2 separate regions of the Dromaius novaehollandiae genome follow, and region 2 is linked to region 1. Evidence: chromatin contacts called from public Hi-C data. All regions are on one chromosome and are shown on one strand. Each heading gives the region's core, a stretch centred on a gene start, on an enhancer-like site or on the middle of the called end of the contact. The rest is flanking DNA. Distances are from core to core; before and after follow the strand shown.

What was found. A called contact is a pair of places that touch in the nucleus more often than the background predicts.
Region 2: a Hi-C map of ovary shows a contact between it and region 1, with 4 times the contacts expected there. The contact joins the enhancer-like site here to the promoter of TPP2 in region 1. A contact is called at or near these places in 2 of 4 Hi-C or Micro-C datasets (liver and ovary).

What each region holds. Positions count from the first base shown.
Region 1 is chr1:159,747,500-159,753,477 of bDroNov1.hap1, reverse strand. TPP2 (tripeptidyl peptidase 2) reads left to right here and starts at 3,247. Exons shown (of 29, transcript XM_026121645.2): 1 at 3,247-3,493. The coding sequence starts at 3,248.
Region 2 is chr1:160,067,454-160,073,431 of bDroNov1.hap1, reverse strand. The region is part of intron 1 of FGF14 (fibroblast growth factor 14); the gene reads right to left. Among named protein-coding and RNA genes, the nearest start is that of FGF14, 250 kb to the right of the region's middle. Within about 2 kb of position 3,316, at least 1 of the 2 cell types and tissues checked has open chromatin away from gene starts, as enhancers often do.

The DNA.
Region 1 (5,978 bases), core at 1,998-4,497:
TATGGAAATGTGAATCTATGTAGCACAGCAAATCCAGATGAACTTTTGTATAAATTTAGATCCTGAGAGAGGCTAAAATCATTATTTTAATGATCAAACCATATTGACTCAAGAAATTTTACAACAAACTGTTGTTTTGAATTTTCAACATGCCAGCTTCACTTTTGGCTTTATTTTTGCTGGAACAGCAATGGTATTACTCAGAACAAAATAAAGCTCTATTTATTACAGTTCAGAAACTTATATACATTAAAGTGCATCAGTGTTGACAGTGCGTATTACCAGTATGAAGTAAATATATTGCAGAATTATTGTAACAACCTGTATATCCAAACTAAACATTAGAAATTCAAGAAGCTCAGAATTAAATAATCCTAAACGGAAAACTATTGTACACCAATGAGTTAGCGATTTGCCTAACAGTTAATCAAAACAGGCACCAGCCTGTGCTGTGCTGTGCTATGCTGTGCTGCATTATGCTGCATGTATAGCTTGGCCTTCAGGCCTGCCCTCCTTCAGGCAGTACATATTCTTTGGCTGCAGGATAAACTTAGCTGGCTGATCATAATGGAGGAGCATGTGGCAGCTCCCACTTGGTACTGGTGATTACAGCACCTGCATGTCCCTGTCTTTATCTTAAAGTGAAGCAGCAAGTTCTCATTTGAACACTCTTTTGTTTGACAGTGGAAATAAGGAATAGAATTATTTTCTTCTAATAAAATCCCGTAAGAGCTCTAAAAACCAAAATGTCGGTGAACCTCTCAACGGATGGGATCTGCACCAGGTGCTGTCTCGTGCCATGCCCCGAGTAGAGATCTGTCTGATGCTGTGCAGCTCAGGGTTCTCAGCATCTGAAGGGACATAACATTATCTATGCTCTTTTTCCTTCTTGTGTTAGCTCCAATAAATGATATTTTAAGCAGTACCTTACAGAGTCTGAGTCCCTAACTGGGATCATAATAAACATTAGCTCTAGTGTCTCGCACCAGTGCACAAATGTGCACTCAGAAACTCTCAATATGTTAAGATCTGCAAGTGCTCAGTAAGATGCACAGTCTTAACCCTTTTCTGAAGTCATACCACATAGCAATTGAACTAATATACGAATGTGAGTTTTAAACCTTGCAACTGAAATTGGGTTGAGATTTCTTTCTTCTCTCAAGGTATTACTCTAAAGTCTGTTCAAAGATATTTAGTTTGGTTTCCTCAAATTTTCTGATTCTTCCTGCAGAGCCTGCCCTCCTACTTAGAAGTGCACATCATATAGATACTTTTACAATTAACATAACTGTTAATTAGAAATTTGTTAGTGGTATAATTCTGACACCATGCAACAGAACAGAGCAAAAAATTTCAGACTTAGTAATAAATGTTTTTCCAGATTATAAAATACAGATTGTTTATTAAATGGGATAGGAAACATTTTGATGTAGCTTAATGTCTCAAAATATACTAGCAATATGATATATTAGACTTTTGTTGATCTAAATGTGCTGCCAGAAATACAAGTATCTCCCATTACAACATAAATATTAGCAATGACACACAGAAGGAAAACTAAACTCAAATGAGTGATAAATTACATATCACACGAGTTAATAATGGCCTTGTCAGAATAATTGTCTCCCTTAAGTAAGATCAGTCAGGGTTTTATGTAATTCTAAAAAATCTGAATATGGCCATCAGACCCCAACAGTATTCTAGGAAACAGTCAAGCATATCATATCTAGACTTCAAAATGTAAAATTGTTACTCATGACTGAAAACCAAAGAGGGAAGCAGATTGCATTAGTACAATAAGTACAGTACAGCTTTGACTCTTTTTTTAAGATATGTATTTTTAACTGTCTGCTCATCAGTTTTCTTTGGTACTTTAATTGCATAAAAGTGCTTGAGACCTCTAAAACCATTGATGGATTGGAAGAAGTTGCCAATCGTAGCCAAAAAAAACAAGGAAAATGCATAATCTACTTCTGTTGGCTAGCAAAAAAAAAAAAAAAATCTATTAAGAAGGAACAAATGCCAGATTTAGTTGAAGGAAGATTAATCATGTCTGACATACATTCAGTAATAAAGAAATCTCATCAGATCCAGGAAACAAAGAAGCATTATACAAATGGAAAAATTCCCAAAAGCCAAAATCCCCTTTGCCTTGCAGACAGTGATGAACAGATTAGTGTATCCATACAAATTTCTTTTCCGCAATAAAACTCTCCAAACAGAAACTTGCCTGAGGAAAGCACATTGATACTGAAATAAGCAACAAGAAGAGACAGTACCTTTATTGCCAATTTATATGGCTAAAGCCATGAGTCAGACCCTATGAACATGATTGCTTTTTTTAAAGAAATTCTTTGTGTATTTGTTTTCTGAGATTGTACAGTTCATTCAGTTTTTGCTTGCATGGTTTTCTGCAGTTGGGAAGGCTAGAAAATATCTTTTAGACCTCTCTTAAAGCTGAGATTTTCACTTATCTCACCAAACAACATTTTATTTGGAGCTGTCAATAGCCTATAGCTCGCCTTCTTTTGCTTAGAACTAAGTAGTTGCACAGGCATTAAACTGCAGCACACTTAAATACCATTATCCTCCCTACTGTAATGGAGATAACAGTGCCCCAGGGGGGCAGTTCAACCACATAACGTGTTTTTCTCGTAGAGATGAATCAGCAAATGAGACAATGCTTGATTTTTTTTTTTTCCAGCGGGTTACGAGCACGCTTCGTGCCGTATTACTGAGGTTTCCTTTCAGCGGTGCATGAGGCGCCTTCCGCCCCCGGCCAACGCCGGCCTGGGGCGGACAACGGCCGCCGGCCGCCCGCGGCGGAGCCGTTAGCCCTCTAAGGCGAGGCCCGCCCGGGAGCGGGGCTTCAGGGCCGCCCATGCAGCGTTGGAGCCCGGCCTGGTGCCAGGGGAAGACGGCTGTGACCCCCGCCGCGCCCCTCGCCGCCGCGGCTGTACCAGCCGACACGAACCGGCTCTGCGCCGCCCGCCCCCGCGGAGCAGAACCCCCACACGCTCCGCGCCTCAGGAAGGCCGGTGGACGGAGGGCGGTGCTGGTCACTTTAAGGCTGCCCCCTCCTAGATCCTCCCCATCACCAGAAGTTCCGGCGCGTAGCGGATTTCGCTTTTTTGATTGGCTGCAGCGCCTTGCGGTCTCCAGCTGCGGCGCGGGCGCCAGCACGTTGCGTGGTCTTATTGGCTGGTTTCGCCGTGCGTCGCGCGAGGGTGCGCCCCTCGGGGAGCGCATGCGCCGTGCCCTCCCCCACCCCACCCCACCCCCACGCTCTCGCGCTCCGTCGCCACGCGCGGCCCCTGTTTGCACTCCAATGATGGCGGCTGCCGTGGAGGAGCCGTTCCCCTTCCACGGCCTCTTGCCGAAGAAAGAGACCGGCGCCGCCGCCTTCCTCGCCCGCTACCCCGACTTCGACGGGCGGGGGGTGGTCCTGGCGGTGCTGGACACCGGCGTGGACCCGGGCGCCCCGGGCATGCAGGTAACGGGCGGTCGCATGCGGGGGAGGAGCCGCCTCGGTGCAGCGGCCCTGAGTCACCGCCCGCAGGGAGCGGCGGGGCCGCGCCGCGAGGGGGCGGTGGGCGGCCGGTGGCCGTGAGGGGCTTGCTGCTGGTGGTGGTGCCTTTTTTCTTTTTTTTTTTTCCTTACAGTTTCCTGTAAGTATTCGTGTGCTGCATTAGTATGAGCTTCGCGGAGGTCCGCTATGAGAGAGCGGAGAAAATCACGTAGATCAGGGTGTTGCGCTTCGGCTGTTTATATAAGGTTTTTGGTTTTGAGCCTTTCACAGGTGTCTTAGGACACTTCATCTCTTTGGCTGTCTTATTCACAGAACTTACCCTAAAAGAGTTCTTCGTATTTTTCTTAAACGTTAGCGTTATTTCAGTAGTAGCAGTGAGCTTCAAACAGCCACTTAAATATTTTCCATGGAAAGTGTGTTTCTAGCATACTTGGTATGCCTCTGTTGTCAGTGTATTTTTCTTACGTTGTATTGCAGTCAAATTCTGTATCGGGTTTGAATGTGCTGGCCCTTTTTGGATCTGCTACCTTTGTCTGTAGCTCAGAGTACACCATATTTGTCAATTATGATCTTGATCTCAGGTTTTATAAAATTCTGTGTAGGTGATCTTTAATTCGTGCATTTTGCCGTTTTTCCTTAATTCTTTCACCATTTTTTTTTTACATTTTACATTTTTAATCATATATATATATATCATATATGTATATATATAATCATATATATATGATATGATATATATATGATATATATATATGGTCTTTTATGTCACTGCTGCTTCTAGCTTCTTGTGATCATGCTTTCTGTCAGAGGATTCAGAAAGAGTTGTATGTAACTCCCATGGGAACTGTATCCTTTATTTAAGCAGGGACTGTGGTGGTTTCTGCCCTTTCTTTGGCACTAGTGCAGATTTTACTCTTCAGTGACTTAGTTCAGGGACCTAACTCTGATCTTTTAGTTCAGCTTTCTGAAGTGACCCTTTATGGAGTTCAGGTAAGTGAAAAGATAAGGGAAAGGACAGATAGGGTGGAAGGTGGGGCTGCGTAGCTTTAGCGTAGGTTGGTTTAAATTGATATGAAACTGGTGCTCTTGGCAAAAAAGCTACAGGTAAATGGAATATTAATTAGGAAGCTTAGCAGGAAGTTAGCTAACAAGCAAACAGGATAGTATCATGACAGACCAGAAAGCACTAAAAGGCAATTTGGAAGTTATGAATAGAAGTGGAAGGTTCATAGTTCTGACGGGATTGACAAGTGAAAGCAACAAGTCTAAATCTGTAGAGGTTTTGTATATGAGGGACAAAGACAGCATGAGTTTGCATGGTCAAGACTGAGATAATGAGGGTTCATAACAATCCCTTATTATCCCTATTTTCTTGATCTGAAGGCTAAAATTTCAGGTAGTGGAGTAGACATTTTATAGAGAACTTTGGAAAAAAAGAAACTCATCTTGTCATTGGTGAAAGCGAGTTTGAGGGGATGTTGGAGAAACATGTAAAGAGGTTGTCTATGTGCTCTTTTCATGCTTGCCCACTTCATACAAAGTCTTAATCTAGCTGGTACTTATTTTCCTTTCCTTTCTGAACCTTTTGTGACAGTGCGCTGTAGAGAACACATTTCACCTTGCTTTCCACTCCACCTGTTGATATCAACTGTAAAGTTAGCTTGTCTGCTTCTTGCATGCTGATTTCTAACTTTTTCTCTTGTTGCTGCAATAGTCATTGGTCAGAATTGGTGATATTGTATAGTCTGGCAGCAGTATGCCCAAATGCATCTGGTTTTGCCTTTTTAATTCAGATTCCCAGTGGTCTAGAGTCTCACAAATAGCGATTCTCCCCTACTACTATTATGCTGGTCAACTGACAGGATTCTGCAGGTAGATTATTTTTAAAATGCTGAATTTACTGACTGAATTGTTCTACAAAGTCAGAGATAACATGAAAGCATGTGTTTTTTGAAACTTCAGATTAAAATGTACAAACAACAAAATCATTCTCATTTATAAACTTGTAGGCTATTTTATTTATTTTTCCACATGACTGTATGTAAACCATGATATTAAATGTAGAATTGGGGATTTTTTAAAATAAATATACTATAAAATATTTTCATTATATAGCAATTGTTTTTAATTTTGATGCTAAAACATACTTTATGACTATAATAAATTCACTTCTTCTGAATTTTCTAATCACACAAGTACAATTAATTAATATCACTTAATTCCTTCCTCCTCACCCAGAATTACAGGACTTGAAGGGGGAGGGGAGGACAAAAAACCAATTGAACTCTAAGTTTCATCATGGCACACTGCCCACCAACGGTAATGCTAAGCAGTTCAGGTCAGCACTGGGAGCCCTGTCAGTTACTTTGTACTGAATGACTGTGAATCTGGCTGGATTGCTGCCATTAGGAATTGAACCTTAGACCTTTGCACCTGAAACTCTCGAGTT
Region 2 (5,978 bases), core at 2,067-4,566, 320 kb before region 1:
TTATGCTAGCCCAAACCTGCTCTTGTAAGGAAAGACAGTCTAAGAAATCAGAAACAGGAGAAGGTGAATTGAAATTTGTTTGCTTGGGAGGGGAGATCAAAACCAGAATGCATCATTTCCCATATAACTTTATTAACAAGGCCACTGTTTCACTGAAATGCGTTATTTGAAACATCACAAGAGCGCCATGAAAACCACGTTACTGTATTATGTCTGATGTGGTTTTTATGTCAAAATCCTTTGCTAGACCTTCTTTAAATTTGTGAACCAAATTGATTCAGCCTTGAAAAAAGGCACTTGTTTTCTGTAAGGATTAAGTTTATGGAAAGTTTGAAACTTAAAAACATATTCATTTTGAATTATCAAAGTCAAAAGAAAAAAGAAAAAGAAAATTTTCCATCATGTTGCTCAAACTTTTACACTCTTCTTGACACTTGTTCAAAATAAAGTCAGTATTTCATTGAGACTAAGCACAGGAGAAGGAATATAAAGGAATATTCTGAAGGAAGTTATCATTATCCTAGTTGTAACAATTCTCATTAACAGAAAAAAACAAGATGTTCCTATGGCTCAGATATCTTCAAAACTGGCAGTTCCAATTGCTGAGGTATCATTAAAGTTGCAGTTATGATGACAGGCACACATATATATACAAAGAGCACTATGATCTTTAAATCCAAAGGAATAAGAATTTTTTCCTGTTCAGCTATAAAAACTCCTTGTTCTCAAGCTATATGCTTGCAGTTGAGTTTATTTTTAAAAATAAACTGTTGCATAGAAATCATTCGCAGCTGGCTGTAGTCCACAGTTTTTAAAGGAAATTTCCAAAAAAATCCTTCTACTCCTTAATCATATAAACCAGAACCTTGCTTCATTAGCAAATGCTACCGTATTTATTACCCTAACATTCAACCTATCAAACCTAGGCCAAAGCTTTCAAAGGCAGGCACTTAACTCCAGAAGGAGATTTAAGCTCCCCATCACTTGTGCAAAGGCTGCTAATGTCCATTTTCAGAAGGCCAAAACAAATTCCGTGTCTAAAGTTATAATGTTAGGCGCATTATAAAAGACAGCAAAAATTCCAGAGCCCTTTTCTGTCTCTTGTTCACATACTATCTCCCAATGCTTGTTATGATTAAAAAACTCACATATTGATAGACAGCAGCTTAGACATAATTTTTAAAATAAACTCATGTTTCGAAAATAAGTAAAGGATGGTAAAACATATATATTGGAACAAAATTCGAGGAAGATAGCCATAATACCTGATATTGAAAGAAAAGGTTTTCTGTGTAAACTGGCCCAAGAATAAGAAGTAAAAATATTAATTGAAAAAAATAAGCTCAGCAAAAATAGTTCACAAAATAAATATTTATTGAAAACAGTTATTTAAAGAAATGTCTCCTCACTCTTCATTGTCTATCTATTGCACCCTGATGCTAGCGCTTGAGAATTGGAGAGTGGGGGAAAAAAACCCCCACAAACCAAAAGAAAAAAATGGAAAAATTTAAATTATACTTGTAACGGTGGAATACATATGGTGAAACTAAATTTAGATTGTCTGTGATTCCATATATCCCATTGATTTTGGCTTTTATACCCAGAAGGCTATTTGGAACAGTGTCAGCATGGTAGGGTCCTGGCCTAAGATTCCTAGGTATTACAAGAGAACAATGACTATGTGCACATATATATGTATGTAAATATATATAAATATTTGTAGATATTTACACACATACATCTAAAGTAAATAGGCAGCAATGCAGTAATTCTTACAAAATTCTGCATACACATTCACCCTGTCTCTCATTTATTTACTTGAAATGTATCTGCATGAAGATCAGATATTTGGCCCTAAACATAACCTACCACTGTCTAACTGGGCACAAGCAAAGCTTTAACAGTCCACTGGAAACAGGGCAGAGATTTATAACAGAATTACCAAGATTAGTACGAATGAAATGAATGGAAATGTGTGTGTGTGTGTGTGTGTGTGTGTGCGCGCACGCGCGTGTGTGCAGGGAAGGATGTAAGCAAGCTCAGGAAGCCTTTGATTTACAGGATACAGGATTCAACATGGTAGGCTTTGCCAAGAACATCCCTAAGCTCTGACTAGCTGCTGGCAGAGAAACATAGCTAAGAAAAGCTGCCTGGTTGCTGAAAATTGCACAGAAATCTGAACTGACCTATTCTGGAGCCCAACGATTGACCTACACATCCTGCCCCTGTTCCACCTCCTTCCACTGTTTCTGACCAGACCAAAAATCTGATTTTTTTAATATGATGAGCTTTCCATTTAAAAAGAATAAAGTAAGCTTTTTCTATGTTGACTTGCCACAACTATGTCTCCACTTGCTTCTGTAACCTGACAACACAGGCGCTAAAGAACCATAGTCTGGAAGACCACTGTAGAGAGAAAAGTTGCCAGAGACAGGGAATCTCAGAAATGTAGCATTGCAAGTGATGAGATCCTGCCAGATTCAAATTCCTCCATCAAGGAAAAGCTATTCCCCTCCATTCACTTGTTCTGTCATTAGAGGAATACCTGTACTCCGCCAGCTGCTACCTTGCATCTGTCCACTAAAGTGTGAGTCAAAATGTAAACTAAAATAACCTATATGGTGTTTGTCTGTATATCAAGTCAAGACAACCTGAGAATGAAAGAAACTGTAGCTGCTTTACACCCAAAAAGCGTATCCACTTAGTCTGTGTTCAGATCAAATCATGAATGTTTGGGGGAATTTTCTGAGGTTGTTTAAAATGAAGAAAAGACTAAATTCATAATCTTTCCCAATTTTCTTGTGAGTTTCTGAAAAGTTTTCTAAGTTATGTCTGTTACTTACCATTCTTGTCAAGATCTGAGAGAGATTTTACCTGGACAAATGCCTGAGGTAAAGAAGTGCCAAAAGGAGAAATAAAGAAAAACAGACAGAAATGGCAGCTAGACTATCTTGTTTCTCTCGCCCCAATTGCTTTTTATTTTGATCCATTTAGTCCCACAGCTTGACAAATGGTTAAACTAAGGAAGGTAACTGTAATCGAAGTGTGAATGAATTGCTTCCTTAGTTTTTTCAGTCTGCATTACAGAGTAAAAGTACACAGTTGAGGTTTGACATAAAAATAAACTGTGTTTAGGGTACACTAAAAGCCACTGTTATGTTTGAAGTATAAACTTGCTAACTAATACAAGTCAGCTGGAACACATTAGCAGTTTCTAGCTGTCAAAATAATGCATTTAGAGAGGTACTTTCTCCAGCTACAGATTCGAAGATAAAAGTGCCACTTTACCACTAAAGTTCTGCAATTGGCCCGAAGTTACAGGTGAGGGCACTATAAGCAAAAATAAAACCTTAGGACAGGACAAATGCAGATGCATTTGAAGTGAAACATTTTTAAAAGGCATAACAAAAATGCGCTCATTGAGATTTCAGAGAACAGTTACTCCCAAGCTGAAAAGCACTGAGTACTTGCTATTTAAACACCGTTATTTAGAGAGTAATAGAGGCTTTTCCTTAGAAAATTTATATCCTATATCTTCATATTAGACATCTTAAGTAAACTGCCTCAGAATAAAATTCATATAATCAAACAAGATTACACATGGAAACGTAAATCTGCTGCCCAGTGCGCTTGAACTAGGGTTCAGTCTGAGATATGAATATACATCAAGAGCAATGAAAATCCTAGCTCAGACTTTTCCTCTCTATGTTTATTAAATCACATTTTATACTATAGTAAGAGATCTAATATTCTAAAGTATCTTTTTTTCCAAAGTAAATGCAACCATAGAGCATTTCCGTACTTGTTTCCTCAATACAGAAATGTACATCACCTTCATTCAGAATTATTTGGAGTTTAAATAGTAGTTTTTCTTTTATAAATTGTTATATACTCCTTAAAAATGAGAATTTAGTTCATTTTTTTGTTTTACTTTTGTTTTACGCATTTGAAATATTTTTCCAAATGACAATTACATTGATTTTTCCATAAGATGTATCATTCCAGCTCAAATATTTAATGAGACTGAGCAGGAAAAAAGACCACGTTTAGTCACTGTTGTATGTAACATGATTAAAAATAAAAAACATTCAGCACCAAACTACTTCTCTGAAAGTGAGTGGAACACATTTTTTCTCTATAGTTGGCTCAGAACATATTCCAAAATTTTGAACAAGAAATGGATGAAGTCTTTATTTAAAAGTTTTGAGCAGAGTTTAGACTCTGACTTCATAACAAAATTTTATGGTCTAAAATCTAGAACAACCAAAGCATTTTTTCTAGAATGACCAGTACAGAAAAAATATAGACTGTCTTGTCTGCAAACCAGTATGAGACAACTGAAGACTGTTGGGCATGGTACATGCACAAGAGAAGCACCCAGAATCTTGTGTATGGCTTCTTCTGAGTAAAATCCTTAAAAATAAACAAATACAAAACTTCCCAAGAATATGAAGGAAGGGGGAAAAAAACCAAAAAAAGCAATTACAGTCTAAGATTTTAAACCTAATGAGTCTTCCAACAATCTGCAAACTTGATCTATTACAGCATTTCACCAAACAACTACACTGACTTCATGATGGCATATAAGTTCAATACTGCTGTAGCGGAGACAAACTTCATACACAGACCACACCTGGAAATATTTGACTCCTAGTTACCAGAAGCCTGCTATGCTTCATGAAGTGCTAGGTATTAGGGCCAAAATCCAAGCTGTTCAAATATTTAGCTAGTCCAATGTCTGTGACATTGAGCTATAAAATGCCTAAATTTGAGGAACTTGCTCCAGGTTTAAGGCTGTGCGATACGAATGCAAACAGTCAGCTTGGCAAACAGAGGGATGGATGCATAGCAGGACCACTTCTGACATCTGGGATTTCAGGCTGATTTTTCCATGGATCCTTAGGCAGCCTAAACTCGAAGGTTAGGAAAAACAGTAGGTCAAAGTGACCTACTAATATGTTCCAAATGACACTGTAGGTGCCTAAGTGGTTGGCTGCACGCCTTCATTAGGCACAGCAACACCAAAAGACTTGTCTAACCCCAAGATGGGCCCTAGGACCCCAAGATAGGGAGCAAGGTTGCCTGTAAAACACACAGGGAGGATGAGAAACCAGGCCACGATGATGAAGGAGCTGCCTAACCCCAGGACACTGCAAGAAGGCACTTGCCTTCAGGTGATCAAAAGTTCACCAAAGACCTCTTCAAAGATCCAAAGCCAAGCTCTCTCTCCTCAAAGCAGGAAGCTCGCACTTATTTTAGAAAGGTGATGGTCCTTTTTTAATTAAATATTTTAGACTACCTCATCATCCTGCCAGAGATGGTTCACCTTTGGACTCCCACAAGGCCTCGCCAAGTACTATGTCCCAGAATTACCCGCAGTGGATTTGGGGCTCAGGTCTGCAGGTGGAATTAAAATGGTTTGAACTCTATCATGCAGCTGAAAATGTTCAGTCTGGTTCCTTTGTGTCCCCTTTGTTTTAAGGGAAAGCATCACGTCCATTTTGGACAGAAGCTTTTCCTGTGTGAGTCCTATATGTGAAGATTCTGGGGCAGGAGGCACCCTTGTCCCATGTCGCACCTGCGCCTAGCCCCCAGCTGGCTGCTAGGTCATCCTGAGGTGCACAGAAAGAACTTGAGGTACCTGAGGTAAGAAAGAGGCACCTATAAAATTTAGGTCTCCTCAGTGTTAGATGAAAGCTGCGAAGGACTTCTCCGGGCTACAACTGTTACTTGATTTCCAAGGAGGTTTTATTCCTTATAAAGCAGCTCTATCTATACATTGCTCCCCAGTGAATTAGAATGTACTTTACTAATATTTTGAAAGTACAAGTGCCTATAATGAACTTGATAACATGAAAAATATAAAGCAATGAGTGAGGTAAACACAAGTTTTCCTTTGAACTCAGTGTAGCAAGGCTCTCACCCCATGTTTCATGTTTTAAGAGAAAGAGAGACCTACTTTCCTACATTAATATTTG